7 separate regions of the Mus musculus genome follow, and regions 1, 2, 3, 4, 5 and 6 are each linked to region 7. A link is a contact called in public Hi-C, HiChIP or PLAC-seq and capture Hi-C data. All regions are on one chromosome and are shown on one strand. Each heading gives the region's core, a stretch centred on a gene start, on an enhancer-like site or on the middle of the called end of the contact. The rest is flanking DNA. Distances are from core to core; before and after follow the strand shown. Region 1 holds the start of Rplp1 (ribosomal protein, large, P1). Region 2 has its middle 8.1 kb from the start of Gm34828. Region 3 overlaps Gm34828 (a long non-coding RNA gene). Region 4 overlaps Gm34974 (a long non-coding RNA gene). Region 5 overlaps Gm33699 (a long non-coding RNA gene). Region 6 overlaps Gm51680 (a long non-coding RNA gene). Region 7 has its middle 30 kb from the start of Gm34424.

Evidence for each region. HiChIP or PLAC-seq counts read pairs in DNA pulled down with a chosen protein or histone mark. Hi-C and Micro-C count contacts between places; a contact is called where the count stands out from the background. Capture Hi-C pulls out chosen DNA fragments and counts their contacts.
Region 1: a contact with region 7 is called in a FOXA1 HiChIP or PLAC-seq map of pancreatic cancer cells. The contact joins the promoter of Rplp1 here to the enhancer-like site in region 7. A contact is called at or near these places in 1 of 39 promoter capture datasets (the C10 cell line), 1 of 15 datasets of contacts at CTCF or cohesin (large pre-B cells) and 5 of 115 datasets of contacts at active chromatin or transcription factors (acute myeloid leukemia, astrocytes, embryonic basal ganglia and 2 more).
Region 2: a RAD21 HiChIP or PLAC-seq map of pro-B cells shows a contact between it and region 7, with 5 times the contacts expected there. The contact joins two enhancer-like sites. A contact is called at or near these places in 2 of 15 datasets of contacts at CTCF or cohesin (large pre-B cells and pro-B cells), 3 of 484 Hi-C or Micro-C datasets (bone marrow-derived macrophages, nephron progenitors and stem cell-derived neural progenitor cells) and 4 of 115 datasets of contacts at active chromatin or transcription factors (bone marrow-derived dendritic cells, embryonic basal ganglia, large pre-B cells and 1 more).
Region 3: a contact with region 7 is called in a FOXA1 HiChIP or PLAC-seq map of pancreatic cancer cells. The contact joins two enhancer-like sites. A contact is called at or near these places in 1 of 484 Hi-C or Micro-C datasets (bone marrow-derived macrophages) and 1 of 115 datasets of contacts at active chromatin or transcription factors (pancreatic cancer cells).
Region 4: a capture Hi-C map of embryonic stem cells shows a contact between it and region 7, with 5 times the contacts expected there. The contact joins two enhancer-like sites. A contact is called at or near these places in 1 of 15 datasets of contacts at CTCF or cohesin (large pre-B cells), 1 of 484 Hi-C or Micro-C datasets (bone marrow-derived macrophages), 4 of 115 datasets of contacts at active chromatin or transcription factors (embryonic basal ganglia, embryonic stem cells and large pre-B cells) and 1 of 9 other capture datasets (embryonic stem cells).
Region 5: a contact with region 7 is called in a RAD21 HiChIP or PLAC-seq map of pro-B cells, with 5 times the contacts expected there. The contact joins two enhancer-like sites. A contact is called at or near these places in 3 of 15 datasets of contacts at CTCF or cohesin (the NIH/3T3 cell line, large pre-B cells and pro-B cells), 2 of 484 Hi-C or Micro-C datasets (cerebral cortex and pre-B cells), 4 of 115 datasets of contacts at active chromatin or transcription factors (the 230-238 cell line, T-cell acute lymphoblastic leukemia, bone marrow-derived macrophages and 1 more) and 1 of 9 other capture datasets (embryonic stem cells).
Region 6: a contact with region 7 is called in a Hi-C map of the 63-12 cell line, with 2.2 times the contacts expected there. The contact joins two enhancer-like sites. A contact is called at or near these places in 3 of 15 datasets of contacts at CTCF or cohesin (the NIH/3T3 cell line, large pre-B cells and pro-B cells), 2 of 484 Hi-C or Micro-C datasets (the 63-12 cell line and pro-B cells), 1 of 115 datasets of contacts at active chromatin or transcription factors (large pre-B cells) and 1 of 9 other capture datasets (embryonic stem cells).

The regions. Positions count from the first base shown.
Region 1 is chr9:61,912,919-61,915,882 of GRCm38.p6, reverse strand. Rplp1 (ribosomal protein, large, P1) reads left to right here and starts at 1,373. Exons shown (of 3, transcript NM_018853.3): 1 at 1,373-1,526; 2 at 1,921-1,995; 3 at 2,362-2,600. The coding sequence starts at 1,455. The coding sequence ends at 2,559.
Region 2 is chr9:61,829,043-61,831,997 of GRCm38.p6, reverse strand. No RefSeq gene overlaps it. Among named protein-coding and RNA genes, the nearest start is that of Gm34828, 8.1 kb to the right of the region's middle. Within about 2 kb of position 1,552, at least 19 of the 459 cell types and tissues checked have an H3K27ac peak or open chromatin away from gene starts, as enhancers often do.
Region 3 is chr9:61,806,968-61,810,060 of GRCm38.p6, reverse strand. The region is part of intron 3 of Gm34828 (a long non-coding RNA gene); the gene reads left to right. Among named protein-coding and RNA genes, the nearest start is that of Gm34828, 14 kb to the left of the region's middle. Within about 2 kb of position 1,315, at least 47 of the 459 cell types and tissues checked have an H3K27ac peak or open chromatin away from gene starts, as enhancers often do. A contact at or near this core is called in pancreatic cancer cells, where this site is marked.
Region 4 is chr9:61,871,802-61,874,866 of GRCm38.p6, reverse strand. Gm34974 (a long non-coding RNA gene) reads left to right here. Exons shown (of 6, transcript XR_001779199.2): 3 at 993-1,116. Among named protein-coding and RNA genes, the nearest start is that of Gm34974, 25 kb to the left of the region's middle. Within about 2 kb of position 1,451, at least 55 of the 459 cell types and tissues checked have an H3K27ac peak or open chromatin away from gene starts, as enhancers often do.
Region 5 is chr9:61,046,191-61,049,329 of GRCm38.p6, reverse strand. All of the region lies in intron 1 of Gm33699 (a long non-coding RNA gene), which reads right to left. Among named protein-coding and RNA genes, the nearest start is that of Gm46116, 9.2 kb to the left of the region's middle. Within about 2 kb of position 1,594, at least 12 of the 459 cell types and tissues checked have an H3K27ac peak or open chromatin away from gene starts, as enhancers often do. A contact at or near this core is called in the 230-238 cell line and pro-B cells, where this site is marked.
Region 6 is chr9:60,990,324-60,993,023 of GRCm38.p6, reverse strand. All of the region lies in intron 2 of Gm51680 (a long non-coding RNA gene), which reads left to right. Among named protein-coding and RNA genes, the nearest start is that of Gm5122, 25 kb to the left of the region's middle. Within about 2 kb of position 1,338, at least 142 of the 459 cell types and tissues checked have an H3K27ac peak or open chromatin away from gene starts, as enhancers often do. A contact at or near this core is called in the 63-12 cell line and pro-B cells, where this site is marked.
Region 7 is chr9:61,478,364-61,481,063 of GRCm38.p6, reverse strand. No RefSeq gene overlaps it. Among named protein-coding and RNA genes, the nearest start is that of Gm34424, 30 kb to the left of the region's middle. Within about 2 kb of position 1,258, at least 54 of the 459 cell types and tissues checked have an H3K27ac peak or open chromatin away from gene starts, as enhancers often do. A contact at or near this core is called in the 230-238 cell line, the 63-12 cell line, pancreatic cancer cells and 1 more, where this site is marked.

The sequences.
Region 1 (2,964 bases), core at 124-2,623, 430 kb before region 7:
AAGGGGGTCTGAGATGTAGCTGAGTGGCTGGAGTGCTTAGTGTGTACCCGCCCTGGAGTTAATCCCTAGCCCAGCATGACCTGGATACTTAAAATCAATCCCAGGCAGGGGAGGAAGATCCAACATTCCAGGTAATCTTCAACCACATAGCAAGTTCAAGGCCAGCTGAGGTACATGACACCCTGTCAGGGTGTGTGTGTGTGTGTGTGTTTAGACTGAAGGCCATGTCAAATTCCACTGAGATCATGAACAGAATTTTGATTGGAACTATATTACTTGGAGAAAATTCTCCGTTTTAGGCTCTTATCTGTGAAAACTATATTGCTCTACTTAGGTTCCTTTTGCTGTTTCATAGCTTCTTTGTGGTCCTGAGATTAGAATTTTATTAACTTTAAAGAAACCACTTAATCTAGTATGCACTACATTCTAGTTGCAAGTTTCTAGCACCAAGGTCACCTCTACACAAGCTGACCACACACGAGCTGTACCCTAACCTGAGGGGTGTTTTTATTTAATTGTGTATATGAGCACTTGGGGTTTCTATTGCTGTGACAAAGTACCATGCACTAAAAGAGAGGCAAAGGAAAACGTTTGTTTATTGATACTTGCTTTTGATGTCTGCGCATCAAAGTTACTCTCCTGGTTTTCTAGGGGTTCTATATAATTAGTTGCCGAATTTTATCACGTGGTCTCCTACTTCTGTGGGTTTTTTCCTCACCATACCTCGCGTGACACTTTAAAGAGTGTTTACTTTTATGTGTACTTGAGCGTGTCTGCTGACCTCTGTCAGGATCAGAGCCCCTGTTACTGGATTTCCTGGCACTTTTCGGGGTGCGGGAGCCAAACCTGAGAGCTGCAAGATGGCTTAACTTCCGCCCCTCTGTGCTTTTTCAATGTAATGAATTAAACATTAACCACGATATATTGCATTTGATATGCAACTCCGGGTCCCGGGTGGTATTTATCAACCTCATCACAGACACAGTTACTACGGCGCGCACGCCCGGGGTGAGGGTGGGTTGGGAAGTCCACCACGTGATCCGCAAGGCTTGAGGCGGAGAGCGACTTTTCAGTGTACCCAAGCCGTGGGAACGCGCCTGTCAGTTTAAGCAGTACGTCTCCCCCGATAGCTCTCTCCCTTTAGCCTGTTAATCTCTACTGTTGAGCACTTGTAATATTCGCAAGCCCCAAAGGCCAATCGCACCGGAAGTCGAACGCGCAAATCCGGAACTGCGTTCTGCAGACGCGCCTCCTCTCGGTTTTGGCCCTGCCCCTTCCGTCTCGAGTCGGGCATCGATTGGTCGGCGCGGTCCCATAAGAAGCTGCGCGCAGGCGTATATGATCTTTTCCTCAGCTGCCGCCAAGGTGCTCGGTCCTTCCGAGGAAGCTAAGGCCGCGTTGGGGTGAGGCCCTCACTTCATCCGGCGACTAGCACCGTGCCGGCAGTCTACAGCATGGCTTCCGTCTCCGAGCTCGCTTGCATCTACTCCGCCCTCATCCTGCACGACGACGAGGTGACGGTCACGGTAAGTGCGGGATAACCCCGGGCCGGCCACGTGTTTGTGCGGCGGACACCCGGCTCCGCCCGGACTTCGCATTCTCAGGCATTCGGTGACTTGGAGGCCTGTGAGGCGTATGCGCTCTGTCCTCCCCGCGCGGCCCAACCCGAGACAGGTGAATGGCGGTCCCGAGCGCGCATGTTAGGCCTACTGTTTAGAGTGGGCTGTTTTTATCTAAGTTTTAGGCCTCGAACTCAGGTCGTCAGGCCTGCGGGACAATCCCACAGCCCGCTGAGCCTTCAAACCTGGCCTTGTCTTTTTTAAGGTTGACTTTAGCCCAAGTACGAAACTTAACTCTGTATAAGTGACTGAGTTTTAGCCGCATTCTGATCGTTCTGACGGGTTGGCGTTTGTGTTCCAGGAGGATAAGATCAATGCCCTCATTAAAGCAGCTGGTGTCAGCGTCGAACCTTTCTGGCCTGGCTTGTTTGCCAAGGTAAGTTTTGGGGTTACACTTGGTAATGTACGATTTCCACCACCAGCCTTGATTTTTGTATCTTAGTTTGTACTTATTGATGTGGCTTTTATGTCAGGCCTTCACGGTCCATGGCTTGAGAATGAGTTTTGTTGCCTCTTAAGTTTGGGCATTTGAAGCAGTGAGATTCATGCAAAGTGGATAGCTACATTCTATTTATACAAACAGCTTTATTTCTGGCAAGTGGGGTCAATCAACTGGTGGCAGTTGTATATTGATTCCCTGTAGTCCTGAACATTGCTTTGGTCTCATGGGTGAAAAGAGCTTAATTGAATCATTAAATCTTGCAGCACAAAACTAAAAGCCTTTTCTATGTCTCTGTTGTAGGCTCTGGCCAATGTCAACATTGGGAGCCTCATCTGCAATGTAGGGGCTGGTGGGCCCGCTCCAGCAGCTGGAGCTGCGCCTGCTGGTGGTGCTGCTCCATCCACTGCCGCCGCCCCAGCTGAGGAGAAGAAAGTGGAGGCAAAGAAGGAAGAGTCCGAGGAGTCTGAAGATGACATGGGCTTCGGTCTTTTTGACTAAACTGCTTTTGTTAAGTTGGCTAATAAAGAGCTGAACCTGTAGGTGGACTGGTCTCACTTGTAAGCCACAAAGCTCTTGGAGTTTCAGAGATGGTAGCAGGTCCCAAAAAAATGTCAGGGAAGGAGGGTCTTGACCAAAGCCACCATGAGTTATATAAATAAGACCTGGGTCAAAAGAACTAGACGATCTGGGTAGAGAATGGGTGGGTCTGTCTCCAGGAAGCCCCTTCAAGCAACTGTTCAGAGAGCCTGTTTAGTGCCAGACAGACAGGCTGAGAGCTAACTCTTACTGTCAAGAATAACAAAATAACCTCTGGGTCTCCCGATGTTCATGTGTGAAGAACTTGACAGTTGTTGAGGATCTCAGAAGCATCTAGAAGGGCCAGAGAACCTACCAGTCCACTGG
Region 2 (2,955 bases), core at 303-2,802, 350 kb before region 7:
AGCCGGAACAAACCCTTTCCCCTTAAGTTGCTTTTGCCAAGCATCGTGACACAGAAGCAAGATAAGTCATCAATCAATTCATCTGTTAAGGCTGGCCCTTTGGACCAGGAAGCCCCAGGTTAACAAAGACTGTGAAAGAATAGAGACGTGCCTTGTACACACAAGGTTTCCCATGATCTGGCGCAGAGTTGATACTTTGGCACATGCTTGGTGGACACACAAAGCCCACGAGGAGTGCGATGGCTGATGGCATGTGTTGATTTGCATATGCTACGGTGACTGGTGGTTTAGTCAGACACCAGCCAAGGTATCACAAAATATTTTATGTCCGAGACTAACATTTAAATCAATCAAGCCCACTGCCTGTTTCTGTCTAGGTGATTAGAAATCCAGTGGATTCCAGGCCGATGTTGTGAAGTTGAACTAGAGACTGTGATCTAGAGCCGAGGAGCCCCTCTCTTTGGCTTCTCTGGGGGCATATTGGTTGATGAAGAGTTGTCTTGAGCTGCACTTTATTCCAGGGACATCCTACCCATGGCCCAGGCATTGCTAGACCAGGCCTATGGTTATTTTGAGTGGCAGCAGGCAGAATGACATCATCTACAGAGTTCGTGATTGAGAATCATGCACTCAAGTTACAAAAATTGCAACAGAAACCACTTCATAGTATTTTAAGTAAGTTTAAAGTTTTGTCTTGGGCCAAATTCCCATATATTCTGGCCTGTACTTGCTGTCAGGTGGGTTAGACACTCCCGGCTATGTCATCTCGTCCCAAAAGCTTTAGGCACTGGTCAGCTCTGCAGACAGTGGACAGGGGACAGTTCACAACAGTTTCCCCTTCTCCCTTTCGACCTCCTTCTTTCTCTTTATATGTATATTCATGAGCGCGCGCGCACGCACACACACACACACACACACACACACAGACAGAGAGAGAGAGAGAGAGAGAGAGAGAGAGAGAGAGAGAGGAGAGAGAGGCATGTGTCTTTGTATGTGGCTCTCCATACCTAGCCATACATCTCTAGCTATTTTACTTCTGTGTTCTTTGACTCTTGGGGATCCTAAGTAGGGCAGAATTAGGGAGGCTATTGTCCTTGTGAGTAGTGATGACCTTGAACTACAAGTTGGGGACACTGGAAGCAGCCTCTGCAGAGAGACAGTCCATGATGGAGAGGAGCCTGTCTTACTAGCAGCTCTTTTCTGATCAGGGTCTCCCTAGGCATCCCAGATTGGCTGGAACTTGGGATCCTCCTGCCTCAGCCTCTCTGGGTGTGGGATTACAGATGTGCACTACCATGCTGGCTCACTAGCAAGCCATTCCTCTAGGTGGTCTGTCAACAAGACACACCCTGCTGATCTACCCCTGGCAGCGGTATCATGCTTTTTTGGATCCCCTTGGAAAATGGATGGAGGGGCTGTTATAAACTGGGACAACCCAATGGGGGCAGGTGCCATTCCCCAGTCTCCCCTGCCAGCCTTGGTGCCATCCTCCAGCTATGGTGCAGGAGTGTCAAACAGTAGAGGGCACCAGAGGCCTGTCTCTGCTGTGACAGCCTGTTTTGGTGGCATCAGGCATGTGTGGGCGAAGGTGGTGCGGCTGCTGTAGGAGGTGGTACTCTGTCGTAAACAGGGAGAGCTCCGGATTGCTGCTGTGCCTTTTTAACTGTAGTTTCATATGGCTGTATGAGGCCAACTACATCCAGTGGGCTACAGAGAGCACCTGGGACCAGGACCTGGGGGTGTGACGCGCCTTGGCTTCTCAGGAGTGGGTCTTACATGATTAGGTGCTTTTTCTCTCGGTCAGCTCTGCATTTCACTGCTGTGCGTCAAACCTGGGAGGGCAAGCTAGGAGCCAGGACAAAGCACAGTGGGGCGCAGTGTACCAACAGCCAGGCTGCATGGCCCAAAGTGATGAGGCTGTCCCCAGACTTCTTCTCTCCAGTACCTTGAGTTTCACCATCACACTTCTGCCCACTGGCTGCCCTACTCCCACCTCTCTACTCTGCACAATGTTCTGGTTTCAGGAAGAAGGGAAGGATGGAGGTTGGGGAGGGCGGCGACTGACAGTAACAGTTTTCACGGACAGATGCGCCTGGGGGTGGGGTGATGCAGGGGTGGTGCCATGTGGGATGGAGAGCTTCATCCTTGCTCTGCTTTGAACTGGTGTTCCGTTCCAGCAGCTGCATGTATGCTCTGCTGAGCCTTTCCTTTCCAGAGCTTCGGTTTCCGTCTCTGTAAAAAGGGGCTCAGGTGATCTGGGGTTCTCATCTGGTCCTTGTACCTTGAGGTCCATGTGTTGAGGATCAGGCTCAGGGAGGCACTTTGGTCTTGGGGAAGGGATGGGAAGGAAACAGACTCTGAGAGTTGTTAGCTGGCTGTGCTGTTCTGCCAGGAGTTGTTCCAGCCTCTGCTCCTGTTTGATCTCCTTTGGTGTTGGCACGTGGTCATGATTGACACATCTCCAGATCACACAAGACCAAGGTCAGGTGAAATCTGTCACCTCTAGCCCTGCTTGGCTCTCTAGGAAGAGAGGTTGTTAGTGACACCAAATTTCCCACACTCCCTATCTGTCTTCTGTAGGTCACTGTCCTTTACTTCCCGGCTGTGACCCCTCCCACATGGGCAGATGATCTGTCCTCCAGAATGTCAGGCATGATCTGTGGGCAGTCACCTAGGGATGGATTGGGGCGGGACATGGAACTGTTCCTTGGCACTCAGCTGTGGGGTACTTCTTTTTGGAATGACTTTGTTGTCCCTCCTCTAGGATGGCCAACTCCTGAGGCTCCAACCTCTTCATAAGGCTACTCCTGGGTGGGACTGGCTAGAGATGCAAGTCTTCCTCAGTCCTTCAGTCTATTTACCTTGGCTCAAGCTCTGGATGCTTGGGGATGTAGTAGGGAGAGAGACCACTTTTTGGATGTCTCCAGCACTCCCAGGATTCCATCCTAGAGTCTT
Region 3 (3,093 bases), core at 66-2,565, 330 kb before region 7:
TTGCTTTACTTGTGGGCAATGAAAAGCCACCCTATGTGGGTGCCTTGCCCCTGGATATCCTGTGGCTGTCTAGTCTCAGGAATGGCTGGTTGTGGTGTGGGAAGTTGGGCACAACCTTGTGAGGTAGTCATCTTTAAGCACTTATTAACGCCGCCTTGAGCCTTCATCCCATACTGGCTTCATGAGCTTCTCTGCTCTCCATTGAGATTGGAAGCTATGTATGTGACACTGAATGTGTCCCCCCCACCCCCATCTTTTTTCTGAGACAGGGTCTCATGTGTCCCACATTGGCCTTGAACTCACCATGTAGTCAAAGATGACTCTGAGCTCCTGATTTTCCTGCCTGCATCTCTGGAGTGCCAGGATTACAGACGGTCTCCGTCATATTAGTTTATGTGGTGTTGAGCAAGTAATCTGCCGGCTGAGCCACATTTCCGGCTGATATGCATCCTTCCTCTATATCACCCAGGGCACCCCCAAAGGCTGACGACCACTGTGGCTTTTCCCCGACCACCCCTGCTTTGGGTAGGCCCCCAGAATGATCCTGACACCTATCCCTATACCCAAATATGAATGGAGGTCACCATGGCCCGTCTCCTGGGATGACCATTGAGAACATCTAATGGTGGCATATCATTAGGGCTGCCAAAACCATTCTTTCCAGAGGAGAGAGTTACTCTTAAATATGAACTCATAGCAGCATCAAAGCAAGCCCACAAAAGCCCACAGCGAGGAATTTTTTTTCTAAATCTATGTCATTAAAACATGGTAGGTGCAAGGGCTTGTCTGCAGGCCCCTCCCACTAAGCTACGGTGATTGACGTCCAGTAGGCCTTCATCTGTCATGCTCGGCTGATGAGGGGATTCATCGATTCTCTGCTTAGTCACCCGGGGCCCGTGAGTACCAGTCCCCACAGGCCTTTCCCATAGATGCCAACTACAGGGTTTGGCTAATAGCCCCAGACTTCTTTACCTTCCCTTTTTACTGACCCCACCCCTAAAGGGCAACCTCCCCTAGTAACCTTTCCAGTCGCTGTGACTCCTCTGGAGTGTTGACTGAGCCAGAGAGCATGCTCCCTCTCTCCCCTCTTGTGTTTGCTCAGTGGAGGAGCCAGCCTTAGGTTCCTCTGTCTTTACAGGAGCCTCTCACAGGGAGGGGTTGTGTGTGTGTGTGGGGGGGGGGTTGTTGGGGAGCAAGGGTGGGGGAGGCAGGGTGGCTTCCTGCCCTGCTGTTGGTTATCACAGGCTCTGCTAATGCTGCTCAAACAATATCGAGAAGAACCCAGCTCAATAGCACCAGTGTTAGGCCGCAGAGTCAATATTGGCTAAGCAAACACCAGAAAAGAAGGAGTTGCTATTTGCGTAGCTAGGAGTGCTTGTGTGCTGTGGCTGCCTTGTCAGGGGCCCTTGGAAAGGAAGGAAGGAGGTGGGGTTGTAGGTGGAGGGCCCAGGAGAGAAGGGCTAACAGGGACTCCTACCTAGCGGGTGCCAACAGTCGGCTTCAGGATTCCTTGTGGTACATCTGAGCACATCTAGCAACCTGCCTTCACCCCTCTGCGTTTTCTACCCAGAATGTTAGAGTGGTTGCCAGATGTCCATCGGAGAAGCAGGGAGGGAAAGCCTCCCCCTGCTGAGATCCAACTGGCAGGTTGTTTAGTTAGACTGAGGAACTCAGGGTCAGAGTTGGGAGAAGGTTTCCCTTCCATGTCTCTTGGGCCTCCAGCTCCCCGTTTTTCCTCTGTGTCCACACTGGCAGCCCCCTTGAAAAGAAAACGCAGTGTGCAAGTATTTCTGCAGCCCGAAGGCCATTCAGCAGCTGACCAGCCAGCTGTGGCCACCGCCCGGCCTGGCCTCAAGAAGCGAGGTGGCTGCGTCTCAGCTCATGTCCCATGTTTGTCTCTAGAGAATTTTGGGCTCTCGTGGCTCTGAGTGGTGACCTTCCCAGAACGATGTACCTATTTATAGAAGTCTGTCCTTGGTTTTGCTTCTTCTTCTGGGCCACCAAGGATGGGCCTGGGTGAGCTTGACCCCTGTACGTGGACAAGGCTGGGTTTGTGGGAGGGCATGTGGCAGGTTGGTGGGGGAACAGGCTGTGTCTTGGTTCTTCATGGAACACTGTAGAGTCCCTCTTTGTACTTGATGGGGTGTGTGGTACACAGACTATTTGTAGACTGGGGAAGGCACAAGGCTTGGGCTTCTGGTGCCACAATCACCAGTCCTAGATACCAGATTTGAGCTGGAACACCGGAGACAGTACCCAATGACTTTAGCCATGTCCTAATGTCCTAACCCTCGAGTCTTTGCCACTCAAGGCTCCTGCCACTCCCAGACAGAGGTGAGTTCAGGAATTCAGAGAATGAGGTACCATGCAAGTTTTAGATACTATCCCTCCTCTGGAAGCTGAGTGCTCTGTTGACCCTGGAGCACAAAGGGAGGCCACCCTTGAGCAGTTTTGAGGGTATGTGTGCGTGTATGTGAATGCCTGACCACAAGCTTTGGCTCTGAAACATGGCGTTTTGGCAAGGAGGGAGGGGAAGCTCCTTTGTGCTCACATATGGCAAAGGATGGAGATATGTTCCTGTGTCAGGATTGAAGGCAAGAGGATGTTGGTACAGGGCCATGTTTATGCAGACTGAAGACGGCCCCTCCTCCACCCCACTCAGCCTTCCCCTCACCCCTGGTGATGTGAGGACATCCAAGCAGGTATCTGCCTGTTTGGTTCTCATAGCTGTTAGCCTCTTTCTTGTCCCCAAGCCATTCTTCAGAGCTGCTGCTGATTTCTTCATAGACTTGGTTGGGGCCTGCTTAGCTGAATCGGCCCAAAGATAGAAGTATTTCCTATATGGGTACCCCATTTGTGAGGCCATGTGTGGAAATGGGGTCCTGTCCCCTCCAGAGGTTGATTGTATAAGAAGGGATATCTGGGAAGGCTCGGGACATAGCCCAGCCTAGAGCCTCTCACTGTGGTCTTATCCTGGGCCCTTCACTCCAGGCTCTCTGCAGGTGTCTTTTCCATTCTGGTAGAAGGTAGGTAATGAGACTCATGGTGTCACAGAGTAACCATAGGGACTCAATGGTGACAGGGAGGGCAGCC
Region 4 (3,065 bases), core at 202-2,701, 390 kb before region 7:
TTATTTGAGACAGAGTCTTTCTGGGTGGCCCAGTTACTTTGACATCCTAACATTCCCACTTCTGCTTCCTGACTGCTGGAATTACAGGCATGTTCCACCATGCCCAGCTCTCCAGGGCACATCTTAATCTTCTTGCTCAAAGTCCTGCATCTCTAGCCTGTGGTAATTTGGTGAAAGCAGTAACCAAATGGGAAGGAGTGGCGGTGTTAGGCAGACGGTAGGCTCGAGTTAGCCTCAGACCAGCCTTCCTGCTTCCCAGTGACCTCCTCACGTAGTGGGAGGTGTTTCCTCTTAGGTAGCAGCAAGGCTTCTAGGCTATTGCAAGCGCTGAAACCTTGCTTCCGCAGAGTCTGACCGTGCCACAGCCTGTGGCTCTCTGCCTCAGTCTTCCCTGTGCTTCTGGGACCCAGCCCTGGCTGAAACCTCCTTGTTCCTCTCTGCTCAGTGACTTGGTTTAAAGATCCACCCACTTTTCCTCTGCTGAACCAGTTTTCTCTGGCAGTTCTGCAGCTAGGAGGTAGACATGGAGAGTGCACCCCCAGCAGGGGTGGGTAGAATCATGCCCTAGGTGGCTTATTTATAAAGGTTTTTTTTTCTTGTTTTTATTTTTAAAAATTAGTGTGTGTGTGTGTGTGTGTGTGTGTGTGTGTGTGTGTGTGTGTGTGTGTGTGTGTATGCTCAAGCAGGTCAAAGGGCAACTTCTCGGACTTGGTACCAAGCATCCCGCTCGTCCTATTTTTCTGTTTGTTTGTTTTTTTTTTTTTTTTTTTTTTTTTTTTAAATTTTATTTATTCATTATATGTAAGTACACTGTAGCTGTCTTCAGACACTCCAGAAGAGGGCGTCAGATCCCGTTACGGATGGTTGTGAGCCACCATGTGGTTGCTGGGATTTGAACTCCTGACCTTCGGAAGAGCAGTCGGGTGCTCTTACCCGCTGAGCCATCTCACCAGCCCTTCTGTTTGTTTTGTTTTGTTTGCTTGTTTTTACAGATTGACTCTGGCTTTGAGGTGTAGCTTCTTTCCTCTGCTCTTCTGTGCAAAGCCTTCCTAGAAATGGAAGACGTCTGCATAGAGTGATCAGTGGGTACAGGCTCCTCATCTGCAGATGGGAAAGGTGAGGCATGAAATCTCAGAGTTGGACTCTCCCTCTCTTCACCTCCAGGCTAGAGGCTGCCCTGCCCCCAACTCCCAGCCTATGCTTGCTTGGGTTTGTGCTTTGCTGGCCTCCCGGCCTCCGGCCTTTGCAGCCTGTCTGTCATTTCCTGAACAGCGTTCTGTTCTGGGCTCCTGGATTTTGGCCCCGAGGATGTGGTTAAGGGGAGTTGTTCAAGCAGAAATGTGCAGGTTGGGCCCATAAATCTTTCCCGGACAACTTTCAGGCATACGATCCTCAAATGGCCCCACAGGAAGCCAGCAGAAGTAAGGTCTGCTGAGTTGGGTATAGTGCGGCTGCAGGACTTCAGAGACCACATCAGTGTGGGTATAGGGTACAGCCTGCACGGTGTACAGCCTGCACAGCTGTGCCCTGTGCCCTGTGTGCGTTTGGGGGTCTGGGTATAAGCAGGAATGTAAGCAAAGGACCCAGCTTAAACTGCAGGAAGTTGCCTGAGACACAGAAGGAGGCTGGGTGGTCATTTAGGCTCGTCTCGGAGAACACCTAGGGTCTGCAGGTTGTTTCATCGGCCCCTTTTCCTCGTGTGTAAAGTAGTGAAGGCAACCTGACCTTCAGCAGGCCGTGATGAGCAGGCAGAGACAGGCTTCCACAGCAGACAGTGTCTCTGGAGTTAGCTAGCACCAGGTCCAGCCCGCAAGAGGACATCAAAACTCAAGGTGGGGGTTGGGATAAGGGCCCTGGGCTTCGCCACCCTTTGACCCACTTCGACCTGAAGCCCTTGGCTGATAGCCGGCTAGGAAAAGATTCCCTTTCTAAATGTCACTCCAGTGACTGCTAGGGAGCCAGAGTTTCAAGTTCTGTGGTAGATGGTGTGGCTTCTACCCTGCAGAGGAGGGAGGATATTCGTTTTGCCCCATAGTTTCCCTGATCTCCTCATTCCCAGACTACCAGGGTGGCCCTCCTGGAGGCCTCCTGGTCACCCAGACAGAGGGCTCAGGAAGGGGGTTGGGGCACTGTGCCTCAGCCCCCTTTGCATCCCCTGGTTCCTCTAAAGCCCCCTCTGAAGGGGACCTCGGAGCTCTAATGAGTTGAGGGCCTTTAGAGCAGCCCAGGCAAACCAATTAGGTTTGCTTAAAAATATTGTATTCATTAGCATGAAAATAAAGCTGAACTTTTTAGAGATAATTGCATCTTTTAAAATGCGGTAGTCTTTGTCTGGGCTTGTCTCATAAATATGCATGCTGCATAATTCTTTTGGAACCGTGGTTGCAATCATGAGTGACACACAAATGCACCCAGGGTGTTAATATTCTGACAAGAGCGGAGCCTCTTGGGCAGGCGGTGCCACTGGCGGGGCCTCCAGAGGCGTCCCTGTGGTCCCCAGCTGCAGTCTGTGCCATTCTCAGGGACAGAGCACAGTCCAGGGTCCCTATACCAGGCATCAGCTCTAGTTCTCAATGGCTCTCTTTTGTGCAACTGCCCCATGGAAAATTCTAGGGCTCTCCTCAAAAGGCAGGCAAGAGGGGAATCAAAGGTTGAGCTCAATTTACAGCCCAGGAATTGAAGCCTGGGGGGTGGGGAAGAGTTGGGGGAGCAGTGGAGGTTGCCAAGGTCACCGGGAGGGAATGGGACCAAGGTGAATTTTGTCTATGTCGACTGATGCTCTTTATCCCTGTAGGGCTAGGGCCCCCATTCTCATGTAGTGGAGAAGGGGTATTTTCCATATTGGATAGTCTGGGTGCCCGGGGGAGGGGCCAGCATGTCTTGCCCCATTCACTCCTGTGTTCCCAGTTGCCAAACCCCTTACACTGGTTTCTTCTGAGAAACATCTCGGTTGCCGTGGGTTCCTGTCCTGCTAGACAATTTTTTATTTCGTGGGATGGGGAGGCTTGTGTGTGTATTAGCATGGGCCTGGAGGTCAGAGGGCAACCCACAGAAATTAGGTCACT
Region 5 (3,139 bases), core at 345-2,844, 430 kb after region 7:
TATAGGCATGGTGGCTTCTCAGAATGACACACTGGACAAAAGACAAAGACATAAAAGGACTTATCTGTGTGATCCCATTAAAGGAAGTCCAGGAAGAAACGACTCATCTCCAGTGACAGAGCTCAGAAGGACGGCTGCCGCTGGAGGTGTTGGCTGGAAGTGGGCCCAAGGGAACCCTCAGGAGTAATGAAGATGTTTCATGTCTTCATTTGGGGGATGGGCTCCCACATTTATCAAGACTCTTCAAACTCTACAGTGATGATCTCCATCTCTTGCCTGATGTGAGTCACCTCCATTAAAATGATAATAGATGAAATAAAATGTATGTAAAGAGCACCCAAGGATCAGCAAGAAAGGGATAATAAGCGTCGTGTAAAATGGGCAGAGACGACGAAGGGGCAGCCTGTGGCTGGGGAAACGCAGCCGTCTTTCAACGATGAAGAACGACATTCGCCTTCACATGTCAGCTGGGAAATGCAGGTGAGCGCATCCTCCCCCAGCTGCCTAGCCAAAGTGAAGATTAATAGTACCAGCTACTGGCATGAAATCAAGGAAGCAATCATTTGCTTGCACTGTAAACTGGTAGAGGTTGCTCAAAGGTGACTTGGCAATAGCTGCTGAAGCTTAAAATCGCGTGACCTCTAACCCAGCACTATAGCATCTGGAAACATATGGGAGAGGGTCGTTTTAAACCACAGGATTCCCGTGCTAGAAAACAAATCAGGTGTATATGGGCCCATGCGACCAGTATGCAGTTAGGTCAACAAGAGCAACACCAGACAATAGATAGATAATTTAGTGCAATCTCATGAACACACACACACACACACACACACACACACACAAGTCTGAGTGCATTTACACACACTTGTACATATTCAGACAGGGGAAGGAAAATGTACTTTCAGTGTTGCTATGGTTACTTCTGGGGAGGGGAGTTCAGGTATTTAGTAAAGTCCTATTGCATAGCACATTCTCTGTGCTTTTCAATGATTGTATTCTTGCATTCTTGGTATGCACATGTGTGCACACGTGCGTGAGCACACAGATGTGTGTGTGTACAGACACATGCATATGGAGGCCAAAGGTTAAGTTGGGTTGGGTGTGTGCCTGCCAGTCTCCACTTTGTCTTTTGAGGCAAGGTCTCTCACTAAGCCAGGAGCTCACTGAGTCAGCTAGACCAGGGGGCCAGCAAGCCCCAGGATCCACCTGTCTCTGCCTCCCTAACATTGGATTACAGACACACACTGCCACCCCCAGATTTTTAACATGAGTTCTGGGGATCCGGATTCATGTCTTTGCGCTCACAGGGTGAGCACTTTCCTGAGCAAGCCATTTCACCAGCCTGTTCTTGCTGTGATTTTTCTAAAGGTTTCTGACAAAGTCTCTGCGGCTGGTTCAGTGTATGTTAAGAAACCGTTGTACAAGGGCTTCTTAGCACCAGGCTGACAAGCAGTCCTGCAGGAAGGACAAAAGAGCCCACAGAAACCTGCCTCACTCTTTCCCCTGCACTCTGATCTCACAGTGATCACTGGACGCTGACCATCCCATAACTGGCCCTTAAGTGCACAGAAAACACCCCTGGCTGTCAGCTGTGGGTGCTCGCCTGTGTTCTCATGGGTAGTGGTGGCAGGTGGTCGTCATCCTCAGCTACAGTCACACGAGCCTTGTTCAGAACTCAGGGACCAGGTGTCTTCTGCAGATCGGAGGTGGGGATTTTGATAGGTGTTGCTGTGACCAGTCTGTATGTTACAGAACACCTCCAGCAAGGCGGTGGAGACAGCCCATGTGATCACACACTTAGTATTTCTGCAGCCACGCGCTCAATACTCCTTCTGAATCAAAGGCTATGAATAACCACAGGTCAGCCGGAGCGAGCCACTGCCGCTAAGTGTGTTCAAGAGAAAGTGACAAGGTCAACTTTTTGACTCGCAGAGCTCTAGACTCAGAAATGGTGGGGAAGGCACGATCCCTTGGAAAGCCTGACCCTGCAAAACCCTGTCAGCTGACAGCGTGCCTCTCTAATTCATTCTGCCCTGCAGCAGGTGAGCATCCAGTGTGCTGCGCCTTCCTTAAGTTCCCAGTGTCAGGGGCTGAGTCTTACAAGCATCAGTTTCCCATGGAGCATGAAGCCTAGGGGCTGGCAGGATGGCTTAATGGGTGAAGGCACTTGCTGCCAAGTCTGATGACCTGGGTTCAATCCCCAGGATGTACACGGTGGAGAGGACCAACTCTTAAAAGTTGTCCTCTGACCTGCAAACACTCGCCATGGCTAGTGCATTACCCACCTCCCACCCCGCTCCCAACCCCACTGCCACAGACAATGTTTTGTTGCTGTTGTTGTTGTTTTTAGAAGCCTGCTTCTGCTGTTGCTGGCATGTGTGTTTCCAGTTTCAGCCCACTTTAAAGAAATGTCACAGGACAGAGTACTGCACCCTAGTCACACACCCACACGCACCACTGATTAGGCATCAAGGGAAGGGCAAGGGCAGTGAGCATGAAAAGTCTAATCCTGCACCTGCACCTCGGTTCCAGAGCAGCAAGTGCTAAGGGACAAAATTTCCTACCACAATTCTGTGAGCCTAGGGTTTGAATTCACACTAGACCCGGGACAAGGCAAGCCATCCAGGTTGGTGGCGCCCCCTCGTGGTTTGTAGAAGCAACTACAAGTGCTATCTACAAGTAAGGTATCTCGAAATGTCCCCTAGAAGGGGGAAAAATGCCACCAGTTGAAAGCCACTGATTGAGATCCTCAAATCTTTGCATATAACAATGATGCGGCCCAAATATATAACACATATGAATTAAATGAATAGAAACAAAGGTGGAATAGAAAAAAATAGCAAAAGTATAAGACACTATCAAAAGTTATAGCCAGAAGCTTGGTTAAGATCAAGGTTTCTGGAAATGAAAAATATACGCAGTGAACATGGATAAAGAAGAAATTAATGAGTTAGAAGGCAACTTTGAAGAAATCACATCAAGTGCATCAAGAAGGCAAAAGCTAGGGCCTGGGGAGATGGCTCAGTGGTTAGGAACACTGACTGTTCTTCCAGAGGTCCTGAGTTCAATTCCCAGCAACCACACGGTGGCTCACAAACATCCGTGAAGTGATCAGATGCCCTCTTCTGGTGTGTCT
Region 6 (2,700 bases), core at 89-2,588, 490 kb after region 7:
CTCTGGATCTTAGGGAAGGAGCTAGAATATATACAGTTTGAGAAAGATTAGAGGTAGAGCTATGTAGCCAAGAGGAAGCCATCGTCCATGCTAGGCGAAGACTTCAGAGTGGCTACTTTGGGGGTCACCCACACTCCCAGCAATAACCCCTTACTCATGGGTTCATGGGGTGGAGGAGCTTTGGTGGGTCAAACTTTGGTTGTCATTGGGACTTTAGAAGAAAGGAAATGGACATAGCTTAACCAGCATTCCTGCCTCCCGATGCCCCAGAGAAAAGTCTCATTAAAGCAGCATTCACTAGAAGGGTCTCTTTAATTGTGCAAACCCCAAGATTTGAATCTGAAAAATCCTTTCTGGTATATTTGGCTTTAGGATAAAAACCTGGAAATATGAACCTTCTAGGAAAGTAGGCCTATGAGTTTGCTTCTCCAGGTACCCAGCCTGCAGCAGAGGGAGAACAGAGGTCCTTCCCCTCTTCTCAGTCTCAGAGGCCCTCTACAGTCTTCTCAACTGAAGACTCCTCTCGGCTCCCTCAGCAGGCTAAAGCTTGCCCTCTAGCCCCAGGCCAGCCAAGCCACTTAGCACAGTTTCAGGCCACTGGCTTTTATTTTCCCCATCTTTTGCCTGAAGAAGCCTAAGGTTTGAAGTTTGCCCAAGCCACCCTGTCAGCAAGGAGAGCAAAGCCATTCAAATGCAGGCCTTCGTCGGTGGAAATTGACTCACACCTGAGGGGCCAAGGCAGAGGGCCTTTCCTTCTAATCTCTTCCAGAGTCACCACTGTGCAATTGCTTTTACTGCACATTAGGCTGAGATTTCCCCCCTGTGGTCTACGCAAATATCCTTTATCTGTGCAGGGTGACTCTAGTGGTCCCAGGCAGGAATGATAGGGCCTCAAGGCCCAGGGTCCTTTTCCATCCACAGCTCATCTGTCTCCATCATTATAAAGCCCAGGTACCTCTGTTCAAATAGTGCTGTGCTAATAGCATCAGGACTACACATAAATGGTGCCTGATGAGACCTCAGAGACCGCAAAAAGACACAGTGTGCATAGAGAAGACGAACACTAGTGGTACTATGAAGTGTACAGGGCCCAGAAGAGAGAGAGAGAGAGAGAGAGAGAGAGAGAAAGAGAAAGAAAGAAAGAAAGAAAGAAAGAAAGAAAGAAAGCCTAAAAAGGAAACAGCTGGGGAGAGCACTGGCTTGGAGGACTTCCTGGTGGAGGCAAACTTGAGGTTCTGCAGAAGGTTTGCTATAGACAAGAGTGAAAGCGGAACTGACTGAGCTCAGCCACAAGCAGGAAGGAGCAGGCTTGAAGCTGCCTCTGCCGTCAGAGAGAGGAAGAGAAAGTGTGGCGGCCTGGGGCCACAGGCCTCCTCACTGGGTGTCTCCTTTCTACACATCCTGCTCAGTACCACTAGCCACAGAAAGACAGTGTTCCCGGCACCCTAGGCTGACTGCCTGGTGCTCCGGTTCCCATGAACAGCCTCTAGTGGTTACAGGACTATAAGGGTGCCCAACACCCCACCTGCCGGGTTAAGATCTCACACAAATACATGTGCAAATTCAAGAACACACATACTTGAGCCAAGCAGACTCACATTCTTCCTAGAGTAAAATGGAACTAGGAGGCACACGGTGGCTGGCACGGGCTGTGATGGAGCTGATGCCCCATTGCCATCTGGAAGGGGTGGGTGCCTGAGGCAACGTGGGTCCTGCCCTCATCAAGGAAAATCTCCTTTTCTTTCTGAGGTCCTCGATAAAGGTGCTTATTTTGCATGAGTCCCCTGACAGAGACTTCAGTTGCTGACGTAAAAGTTGTCCGAATTAAAGTGGAGTCCTTTGGGAATCTAATAGAGCAGACAAGACTTGGGGTCAGCTGGTTGTCACTCCCATATGCTGTTATAAAAAATATTTCAAGAGCTCTGGAAAACAGAGCCTTGGACCAAAGGCTACCAGATCTTACCACACGGACAGCACGGACCTGCCAGACCCTGCATGTGGCCCATCCCTGTAAACAAGGACCTTAGAACAGCCATGCTCCCTTCACCTCTAGATGAGCTCGGGCATGCCGGGGATGGGGTAGCCACAGACCCATTTCACCTTTAGAACCGTGGTTTGCAGTCCTGGAGCTGTGGCCCTGTGTGATCCAGCTGCTTGGGAGGCCGAGGCATGAGGATCCCACGTTTAAGCCTCACCTGGGCAGTTTAGTGAGACCTTGCCTCACACGTCAACATTGCATCGATAAAAGGGCTTGTTCACATCGCTCGTCGGTAGGGTGCTTGACTGGCTCGCATGTGCAAGGTCCTGAGTTTAATACCTGGTACTACGAAATAAAATAAATTAAAAGTTGGGGCTGGAAAGATGGCTCTGCAGTTAAGAGTGCTTCTTGCTTTTGCAGAGGACTTAGATTCTGTTCCTCGGCACCCACATTAGGTAGATCAGAACCCAAGGGCAGGGGATCCAGTATCCACTTCTGGCATCTGTATGCACATGGTGCACATAAAGACAAGCAGGCACATGTGTACACATAAATAACAATTTTTAAAAATTAAATCCGCATTAGTATTGTTTTTGCTTCCCCAGATATGCCTATACTCCATCATATAACCCGGATTTGCAAATCTCTAATATTTCAGATTAAACTTGCTTTTATTACAGCCTGGAGATGGTAACCTCTGCTGATGCAGAGGGAAAGCAGAC
Region 7 (2,700 bases), core at 9-2,508:
TAGCTGAATTTCTAAGTTTCAGGTCATTGAGAGACCTGTAAGACGAACTGTGCCTGAGAAACAACATTTGAGGTTGACCTCTGGGCTCTACACACACATGTGTATGTCCATGCTTGCACCCCTGTACCCCATGTGTACATACACACCCAATGAAAAAACCAACCCCACAGTACTTATTATCCCCTAGACAAACTAAGTATCTAAAAGCCAATAACAAGAAATACAGAAGAAGAAAACCAACAACACTTGCTGGGGCTGTGCTGGCTCACTATTGTGGCAGCATGCAAAGCCTCCTATAATGTGAGCTGCCTTCATCTCCCTAAGCAGGATGGAAAGTCTTCAATGCCTTAGGTCGGTCCTTTAGTAAAGCAGGAGTGGTGGAGCATCCGTACACACCCCTGGTGCTCCAGGAGCCACACCCATGAAGAATGTGGCACCCTTGAGGTCTAGAACAAGACAAGCAACAGGTTCAAGCCCTGGCCTGTATCTGGATGTCTTGGGAGCTTCAACTTCATTCTATAAACATCAGGGAGATTGCCTTGAACTGGATGAGGAGGCCTCACTGGGTGGATGGCCACTGTAAGACTTCGGCAGCTAAGTGAAAGGATGCTCCAGGGGCATGGCTGTCCTGAAAATGGGTATCAAAGACATCGTGTGTGCGTGTCTGTGTATGTGTGTGTATGTATGTGTATGTAGGTATATGTGTGTGTCTATGTGGGTGTATGTTTTTGTGTGTGCATGTTTATGTGTATTTGTGTGTATGGGTATGTAGGTATATGCATTTGTGTGTGTGTATGTTTATGTATATATGTGTATATGTTTGTGTGTGTGTGTGTGTGTGTGTGTCTGTATAAGTGTGAGGTGGTCAGAGGACAACTTTCAGAAATTCTTTCTTTCCTCTCACCACATGAGTCCCAGTCATTGAACTCAAGATGTCAGACTTGTCACCAAGCTCCTGCTAAAGTCATCTCAGCAGCCCCATAAGGGTGATCTCTCCAAGTGAGCACACAGCAAGCAGCCTGGCACACTGACGAGCTACTGTCCACAGCAGCCTGGCACAGCGAGCTTCGCCCATGTCCAGCACTTGGATGACATTCCGTCTACCATGTCCTCAGCAGGGGATGACTTGCTCAGGAACAGCCTGAGGCTCCTCTCCTCTGTGTACCTGCTTCCCCTCCCCCTACCTACTATTAGAGCTTGTCACCTCCTGGGAAAACAAGACACACTCGCCAGCAACCACAGTGAGTCAGCAGACAGCGGGTGGCATGCCTGTGAGCATGGCAGACGATCACACAGGAAAGCCCTGAATAGTCCAGAGGGCCAGTGCTCTCTAGGTTGTGTCTCTCAGCAAGAGCCTGCCCCAGGCTACAAACAGAGCTGGCACAATCTCTGATCAAACTCCCAAACACTGGGTCCAGGCCTTTGAACTAAAGAGATGGGGAGGGAAAGGGAGAGAGGACATCCGAAGCTTTCTAACCCCCGAGGCTGTGCCCGGGGATGTTAAAAGTTCTAAGTCCATCAACTAAACAGAAAGCAAAAGAATATTGGAGAGAAATGAATAAATCTCAAGTGTCTGGGGTTTTGTCTTGTAGGAAGCCTTTAATTTTTTCTGTTTATTAGTGTGTGGTATGTATGTGGGTGCACACATGCATGGTGCATATGAGGTCGGAGGAGTATATGTGTATATGTGTATATGTGTGGGTGTTGGTTTTCTCTTTCCACCTTTGTTTGGGTCCTGAGGATCAAATCCAGGCTTGGCGGCAAGTGCCCTTTACCCCACTAAGCTGTCTTCCCAAGCCCAGAGCCTCTGCTTCTGACCCGGCACGGATCTTTTCATTTCATGCTGCATGCTCTCTGGAGGATTCGCTGTCCCATTTCTACGGAAGCACCTGCCTGTCCCCAGGATGAGAGCACCAGCAGACTCGGGGCCCTTGTTGCTGAGGCTCCCCTGGGAGCTTGTTAGAAATACAGAACCCGGACCCAGCCCAGCCAAGGGAGAATTTGCATTTAGCAAGGACCCAGGTGTTCCGGGTTCTCATGTGTTTGAAAAGCTGCATGAGCTCTGAGGAATGAGTTTCCCATGTGAGGTGCACTCATCCTGGTGGGAGGGGCTACGTACCCAGTGTGAAGAGATACCAGAGGAAATGCTTGCTAGTTAATAGCTTTTTAACTGTAACGGCTGTGAATAGCAAATAACATCATTCACAGGAACGGCGAATCAATATGGATTGCTGCTCTTAATTACTCTCTGTGTGTGTGTGTGTGTGTGTGTGTGTGTGTGTGTGTGTGTGTGTGTGTGTATGCACGCGCATATGCATGCGCACGTGTAGGTTCGCAAGTGTATGTGGTAGGTTTATCTGTGTGCGTGTATGTGTATGCAAGTGTGTGTATGGGTTTACATGTGTGTGCATATGTGTATGTGTGTGCATGTGTGTACGTGGTTTCACATATGTGTTTGTGTAGGTTCACAGTGTGTGTGGGTTCACATATGTGTGTGTATGTGTAGGTTCAAGTGGGGGTTTCACCTGTGTGTGTGTGGGGTCACATGTGTGTGTGTAGAGGTCTGAGGACAACCCTTCTTTGGGAGTCACCTACCTTTTCTTTCTAGACTATGTCTCTTGTTGACCTGGAATTCAAAAACAACCCCCAGGGGCCCATCCCGCCATGTTCCTCTCAAGTACAACAACAACAACAACAGTA